Linked DNA regions of Zea mays: region 2 is linked to region 1. The links are chromatin contacts, called in public Hi-C maps. All regions are on one chromosome and are shown on one strand. The core of a region is the stretch at or near the end of the contact, and the rest is flanking DNA. Distances in the headings are between cores, read along the strand shown.

Region 1 (4,247 bases), core at 610-3,109:
CATGTATAAGAAAATCCACGAAAAAATCACACCATGCCAAATTCTTCCACTGATCAATAGGATACTTCTTGAGAATACCCAATAAACACCTCTCAAGTTGTCGATTCGACCTCGGAGCCAAGAAAAATGAAAATGCTTGCAGCATGAATGATGCAATAGGTCTCATCATCCAAATCTGAATTCTCACGAAGTTTAGCAATCCAATCGGAATAATATGATGACCCCTTTTCTCCTCTGATTTGGTTGTGAGCATTTTTCTCAGTTGTTCGCAGTTGGGATCTTTCCCCTCCTTATCTGGATTCTCAAAGTCAAACAAAATGTGAATTCTTCCATTGGGCAGACCTAGAACTTTCTACCCCACTATGTGTAAATTTATGGGTACAGTACCAATCATGAACAAGTTTTCTTCAACATCGAAACACTCTAGCAACTGACCGATTAAGGTCTTGTTGAGCACAACAGGCAGCATTTTAAATAAATTGTGGAGGAATAACTTATACATGACATTCTAAGATTCTACCTGCTGACTTGGCCCTTTCGTTGTGTTTAGCAGGCATTTCGTTTGGAATAGAGAAATTTTGTCTCTTCACCCAGGAAATTCGTTGATTCCCATGAATATCTGTGTGCACGAAAGGAATTTCTTGTGTCACACAGGCATCTGAATAAGGAATTTCATTGTTTTGACCAGGAATTTCGTCCTGGCAACCACTGTTCCCCATCTAGAATGACATCCAGTACGTATTTATTGAGTTTGTGCCACGTATGTGGAGCGAATCACTAAACCAATCTCCATGTCTTGAGAACCAGGAGATAACTGAGTTTCAAGTGGCAGATTGTGTATATAGCCTCTTTTCCTGGCAGCAACGCAGAAGTACTTGGAGTCCACAAACTACGGCTGAATATCGTACAAGAATCTTGATATGGTAGTCCAGACACCCTTTGAAGCAAGAGCAACATTCTTGTAGTAGAAGTATGGTGGACCAATAGCTTGTGTAGGCAGCAATCTGTCTACTGGTCTTGTCCAATGGTCCGGCAAGTTAAATCCAACCATTGGATTTGGGAGAGGCATGTGTTCTTCACAGCTACCATCTAATGGGCATCTACTTCCCTATGCTTGACCTCCATATCTCTTTCTCTTTTTTTGTTCCCATCCATGAACCTTCCTTTGTTTCTCCCTCCATAGGAGGAATCTGGCTTGGGTTGGCCTAAACAAGGTTGCTCCTCTAGAGTCTGATGAGATGGAGTTCCTGCTTGGCTTTCCCAAGGATCACAACAAAGGTATCAACAGGACAGAGAGGTACCGATCTCTAGGAAACTTGTTTCAGGTTGACACTGTTGCTTACCATCTCTCGGTCCTCAAGGATATGTACCCACGAGGCATGAACATACTATCTCTATTCACTGGCATCGGAGGAGTAGAGGTGGATCTCCATATGCTCGGTATACGCATGAACACAGTCGTTTCAGTAGAGAATCTGAGGTCAACAAGACGATTCTGAAGAGCTGGTGGGATCAGACGTAGACCGATACCTTTATTGAGATCAATGATGTGTAGACACTTACAACTGATAAGATCAAGACATATACTCGCCAGCCTTGTTGGCGCGTCCGATGCTCTACTGCCACGCGTCAATGTTAGGTGTCGAACCCGATTTATTCTAGTGCATTCACATAGTCCGCAAATTTGTGTTTGCAGTTGGATTCAGAAGAAAATAACATAAAATAGAAGATAGAAAACAAGAGCAAGAAATAGAGAAAAGAAATGAGAGAAAGAAGCCCAATACCCCAGCTGGCCCAACCCTTCTTCTCCTCCCCCTGAGCCCACGCTCGGGCGGCCCACCAGGCCAGCGCCTCTCCCAGCACGCTTGGCCTGCCCCGTGCAGCCCACTCCCGCACCACGCTTCTGGCCCAACCGAGGCCCACTCCGCTTGCCCCCTCGCTCTCCTCCCACCTACGGCCCAGCCTTCCCCCGCAGGCCCAGCGCGCCTCCCCCCCTTGGCTGGCCTTCTCGCAGGCTCAGTGCGTAGCCCACCCCAGCCGTTGTCCCGCGCTCCACAGCCCAGCGTGCGCCGCACTACAGCCCAGCCGCCCCGCGCGCTCCTCCTCGCCCACGCCACACGCGCGCAGCCCATGCGCGCCCCTTGTCGTGGCTGCATGCGCTGCATGCCTTGCCCAACTGCCACTGGCCCCACCAGTTGGCCCCTCTACCTCCTCAACTAGGACGTGCACATGATGCCTTGGAGCCGCCTCTGCATTCTCTCCCTACGCATAACCTCTCTCCCTCTCTCCTCGCGACCGCTGCACGAGGTACCTCGCCATCGCGGCCAGCGCAGGCGCGGCGCAGCGGCCCGGTGCCCAGCCACCACCTTCTCCTTTAATCGATGACGAGCTGCCCGTTCCTAGCAGACGAACTCTGCCTGCCCCGACACATCGCGCAGCTGCTCTGCTGCTTGCCGCGCACAGCAGCCGACATGCTGCTGGCGAGCATCTGCATCTGCTGCCCAGCGCGCTCGCCCGTCGCACCTGGCCATGTCGGAGGAGCCCGTGCTGATCGTCGCCGCACCGAGCTCGCCCAGCCGCACCAAAGCACCACCGTCCAAGCCTCGTTTCAAGGTGAGAATGGCTTCTACCCCGGTCTACCCATTGTCTACCCCTTGACACAGCCCCGTCGCACCCTCGCTGTCATGCGATCTGCGCTGCGCGCAGCACGTCTGACTTGCGCGCAAGTCACGCGTTGTCGTCGTCCATTCATGTTCGTGCACGCGCACCACGCGTCCGATCTGGACATAATTAGCGTGTTGTAGCGCGCGTTGCGCGAGATGTTTCGCCCGTGCTGTTCACACGGGTTGTCATTTGCGAAGTGTCGCGTACTTCGTTTCACGCGTTGTCGCGTGTGTTATTAAATTGTTTTCGCTTATGATCACTTACATTAATTAGTCACCTATGTAGCTGTTAACTATTAGAATATCAAATTAATCGAAACTAAGTAGTTGCGTTAATTTATATTTTATAAATGCCTGCTAATATAATTATGCATTTGTAGATACCTGTTAACTTAACGTGATTGTACCGACTTAAATGCTATATTTAATATAGAAACGACATAATTTGGTAGTATTTGTATGTCGCGTCATTTATTAGCCGCGAATTGTTAATTATTTAATATATAATGCGTCGCAAACCTGCTTCGACTCGTTTTAGTCGCGTTAACTCTGTAACAGCGTCACACTCATATTAGTAACATTATTTCGTCGCGACGCAAATTTTAATTAATTAATTAGTCAAGTAATTGTTTAATCTGCTGGTTATTTCAAATAGCTTTCTGGTTAAAATTATTTTACAGTTTCTACATTGCGCCTTTGTAAATATGTGTTAACATTATTAATCTCATTCTTAAATGTTTTGAATTAATATTTACTTAGTATAATCACGACATCCATTGGTGGTTCTCGTGTGTCACACACGTTGTTGTGTGTTGTTCACGCGCATCGTCACGCGTCATTTGCCCATGGTCACACGTGATCGTGCGCACTTTCCGTGTGCTCCTTCACACGTGACGAGCGCGTTGTTCCCACATGTGGCATTCGTTGTCGTCGTGTCGCATGTTTTAGTTAAATAACTAATTATTGGTTTGTTCGAGGGTTAATAAACTAACAATTTAATTAGAAGGAGTATATAATTTTAACTCGTGCTTTATAAATATAAATGTTAATTAACTTGATCAATACCAGCTTAAATACTTTTAACTAAGTATTTGTGTGTTGTTGTTTGCGCGCTGCATCGTTTGCGCGTCATCGTGCTGTTCGCGCGTTGTGTGCACTTTGTTTCACGTGCCGACCGCGCGTTGTTTCGTACAACGTTCTGTGTCCTCATATGTCGTGTGCATGCGTCACGTGTGCCACTTACACATGTCGCTCGCCTGCCGCACGTCGTTTGTGCGTATCTCGCATGTCGATCAAGTGGGTTGCGCGACGTCTGCGCGTGATAATAAATAGTTTGCCGCTTATAAACACTCATGTTAACGATGTTAATACGTCATGTCATATATTTTAGATAATTAACTTAAGATTTGCTCGACTAATATTTATTAGATTAATATTCTAACCAGATTAAATGTGTAGTGTTCCAATTGGGCTTTTATAATAAATATTAAAATGGCTAATATTAACTTAACTACTTTCTATTTATTTAGTATAAACGTGTCACCTATTTAGTTTTCTCACCTGTCACGCGTGTTGTTCCGCACG
Region 2 (4,247 bases), core at 1,306-3,805, 160 kb after region 1:
TCTTCTTCTCACCAGATAGTGGCACAGTGTCCTCTGCATGTGTCCTCCTGTTGCTCCTTAGTTTAGAGGAGCAGAACCATCTTTGGAACAGACTTCCTTTCTTGGGAGTTTCTTCTTCCACGCGCTCCTCGATGTACTCGTAAAGACACGGATCTTCTAAGACACTCGTAGAGCACCTGCTGTGTGTAAACTTCTCATCATCATCTTCGCTGAGATCATCCAGCATGCTCACTGGCCTGTAACCATCCAGCGAAGTCCTTGACCTACAATACGGTACCGTTTTGTGATGTTAGCAGATGTCAGCAAATTCAACTTTGCACTTCTTGGAAATCGAAGAGGTGTGAATGAGGCAGACATAAGGCCTCAATTAAGGGCTTTATAATATTGGGTACCTTCTGTGAGTGTGAGACGCTTCCTTCTGGTTTTTGGGAGGATCCCTGCATGGGCTGTAGTCAACAGACAGATGCTGGGCAAAATGAAGCTGCATGAGGGGAGAAAGTATAAGAAAAGGTATGGCACGGAAAGCAAGGATGGCTACATCGCAATGCAAAGTTTAAATGAGGTTTCAAACTTGTGTAGCATGTCAGAAATACTCAAAAAAATACCTCAATCCTCAATAAATGATAAGGCTGGCTTGTTAAAGGCTCCTCTACCATAAATATAGAGGATCAAACGGTTCTCTACGCTCTCCAACAACGTTCTCTAAATTTAGAGAACGCTATTGGATTCTTTATATATAGAGTTTCTCTAAACAGTCCTCTATCCATTTGAATACTTTAAATAACCGGTTTAACAAAATCAAAATATGTACAATACATTTGAGAGTATGACAAATACGTATGTACAAAAAATAAAAAATAAAAATGTCTCTAATATAGGTATTTACGTATAGAGAACGTGATTTAAATAACGTTGTTGAAGAGCAAGAAGATATAGATGATGTAATATTTTAGAGAATACTGTAAATGATGGATATAGAGAACGTTGCTGGAGATAGCCTTAAATACCGCTAGGAAAGTTTTGATATATTTGATTATCTGAGCAGGATGGCTTGACAGTAATGTTTTTTTCCTATTTGCATATTATGGTACTGCAAGCGCACATATTCCAGATCATCATGACATCGTAAATTTCCTTCCGATTCAAGAAACGTAATACATGATAGAAGCAGTCCAGACTGCATCACTGTTACTGAACATCTAATACAATAGGATATAGCACTCAACTGGGGTTAATAGAGTCAGCCTGAATCGAGCGAGCTGAGCATGTATCTGTTGTGCTTGTGCAGATGCAGGGGGGAGAAGGGGATTGTGTTTTACAAAAATACTTGGCATGTAGTATTTGTTCTGTTTGGTAAATGAAGCAGGAAAAGTAATATTCTGTCTTATCTCACAAGACAGAGCAGAATTAGTCGGCACTAAAAGGCAAAATGCATCCAGGAACTTCTATTTGGTAAATGAAGCAGGGTAAGTAATATTCTGGCTTATCTCACAAGACAGAGCAGAATTAGTCGGCACTAAAAGGAAAAATGCATCCAAGAACCTATGGCTGTTTAAGGAAGTGCATGTACCACATCACCATCTCTTATACCAAACCCACGCAATGTTGCCTTGTCATCCGTCAGTCTCTCGTCCTTGAAGCATAAGCAGAAGTGACTCCACACGTGATTCCTACAACAAGCAAGCAACAGCCTTGAAGTTTAAGTTGCCAACATCATTCAGATTTCAGAGTCGCATTTAAGCAGACAACAGCAAATTTGAAATCGACAACCACATAACACGATTTCGTGGTAACGAAATGCAAACCCAATAGTTCATGGTTTTCATACTGACCATCAATAGGAGATAAACAAAATCAGAAAAAAAATAATCCATGGGCGCGTACCAAGAGATGGTCTTCTGGGTGTCGTCATAGAGGGCGGAGAACAAGTTCTCTATGGTCACCTTGAGCTCCCACACCGTGGCCGACCGCGCGATTTCAATGTCTGTTTGTGCGCGGGCAAAACGTGGAGAAATCCACAATTACCCTATAAAAAATCCACGATCCCTTTCGGGGAAAAGTAAATGGCGCAAGGATCAATCCGGAGGGTACCGAAGAAGGAGTCGTCAAGCTTCTGAACGGTGAGGCGGAGGCGGGGCTCCGGGAGGCGGCGGTAGGAGAAGCTGCTCCTGCCGCAGGCGAGCGCGCCGATGCAGTCCGTGCCGCCGCCGGCGGCGAGATCCTCGAGATCGAGCTCGAGCGCGGCGCCAATGTCGCCGGTGGCGTCGGGGGACGCCGGGAGGGAGCTGGCCGGCATCGCACACGCATGTAGCGAACCCGAAAAACTGAATAAATCCGAGTTATCCGGCCGCACGGAATCGGCAACCGACCAATCCCTTGACAGAATGAGCGGGGAGAGATCGACCAGCCCCGCGAAATGCCCCGTGAGACCGGCCGATCGGTCGAGGGAGAGGGAACGGAGGAGGCTCTTCGAGGCGACAGCAAACGAGGAACAGCACGGTGATGGCTCGCCCTCGCTTGGATTACCCTCCCCGGCGGGGTGGTTGTCGTTTCGCCGAGGAGGGAGGAGGGGGTGCCTCGGGGAGTCGGGGGGCAGGGAACGGTAGCCGTTGCACGTTGGAGGCGACAGGCGAGGCGACAGAGCCCCTGCGTGCCGTTTCGCTTGGCGGCGGCGGCCCGCGGCCGTGAGCTGGTGGCCCGACAACGCGATGGCGCGAATCGAGTGCGTTTTGGGCTTGAGCCACGCTCGACGGTAGCACGGCCCACTTGGGAGAGGCTGAAAAGTGAAAAGAAAAAATGAGTATTTTGTTCCTCGACTATTTGTTATAAAGAAAAGGTCAACTTTTCGTCTATCAGAACAGGACGTCTAGTCTCTTGATTCTCTTGATGGTTATTGTTATTTATCTTTTATATTTATTTCGGTTATACGTCAAGTTTACAAGAACGGTACGGCGCTAGCAAAGGATTTACATCTCTAGGTTGTAACTAATGACATGTTGGCGGATGATACAATCTGCTCTCTCCGCCCTAATTTATAATTTATTTATTTTTTTATCAAATTTAGCTGGTTTTATTTAAAAAAATTTCAAAAAAATAAAAAAATTAAAGTCACCATCGATATACGTGTTGGTCACTTATTTTTTATTACTGGGAACCATAAAATAAGACAACACAATTGTTAAACGTTAAGGATCTTCATCCTTCGGCGCATTATCTTCCTTCGAGTATAATGAGTCTTAGACGAATGTCATAAAAAATAAGTTTTCATCATTCATAAATATAAAAAGCATAGTTACAGATGTAACATTATGTCATTTATTCATTTCATATCAAATGTTAAACAATATTATAATACATCTCATATATTAATAAAGTAATACATAATGTACATTACATCTGTACCTTCGGCTTGTTCGAAGGAAAAAACGTGAATGCGATTCCAATCCAGCGTGAACAATACAAAGTACTATTCATCTATTTATAGGCAGTCGTACAACTTCGTACGATATTACATTCATGCCCTCAAAAATTACACACAAAGTTTACAAATATCACAGGGATAATATTGTCATTTGCACTTAGCAGCTTGGACAATACCTTCTCCTTACGTCGCCTTCATGCGTCAACATAACGAAGCTTACTTCGTTGCACTTCCATTATTATCCGCGGAGCTTTTCTGATGACGAAGCTCCTGTAACACTTAGTAACATGCTGATAACAAATGGTCGTTAGCCGTGTTTTTTAGGACCTTCGGAAGACGAAGGCCCCCAACAGTAGCCCCTCGCAGTATTAGTTTGTTTCTTTGTAACAAATTCAGACTGTAAAACGAACGAAGGCCTTTAACCGAAGGTCCGAAAAAACACGTTCCCCTCGCTAGAATAGCGAAACCTTCTAAATCGTGGGGGCCACTTTGCAGTAGTGCTTTGTATATATATATATGATGGTTGTGATAAAAAATATTTTCCATGCTTTCAAGCTTGTGTTGGCTTTGTTCTTTGGCTTGCTGATAATGTAACCGCGACTATGTTCGAGCTTCGGCTTTTTGTTTCAACAAACACTGAGATGGCCGAAGATAAGAGGAGTGAGGACCCCGCACTGGACCGTCACAAAAATCATAGTTAAAAAAATAACAAAAAAGGAATCACATAACGCAGCTGTCGCACGACAGCCGCCGCCACGCCTTCGCCCGCAGATGCTCCGACGATTTATCCGCCTCCATCAACAGCAGCGCACAAATGCGCCCACAG

What was found. Hi-C and Micro-C count contacts between places; a contact is called where the count stands out from the background.
Region 2: a Hi-C map of leaf mesophyll shows a contact between it and region 1, with 2.5 times the contacts expected there. The contact joins the promoter of LOC100304237 here to the enhancer-like site in region 1. A contact is called at or near these places in 9 of 25 Hi-C or Micro-C datasets (bundle sheath, ear, leaf and 3 more).

What each region holds. Positions count from the first base shown.
Region 1 is chr5:101,550,597-101,554,843 of Zm-B73-REFERENCE-NAM-5.0, forward strand. No RefSeq gene overlaps it. Among protein-coding and RNA genes, the nearest start is that of LOC100284943, 69 kb to the right of the region's middle. Within about 2 kb of position 1,860, at least 7 of the 20 cell types and tissues checked have an H3K27ac peak or open chromatin away from gene starts, as enhancers often do. A contact at or near this core is called in bundle sheath, ear, leaf mesophyll and 1 more, where this site is marked.
Region 2 is chr5:101,707,982-101,712,228 of Zm-B73-REFERENCE-NAM-5.0, forward strand. LOC100304237 (Ubiquitin-like superfamily protein) reads right to left here and starts at 2,556. Exons shown (of 5, transcript NM_001165682.1): 1 at 2,092-2,556; 2 at 1,885-1,984; 3 at 1,571-1,670; 4 at 393-481; 5 at 1-263. The coding sequence starts at 2,296.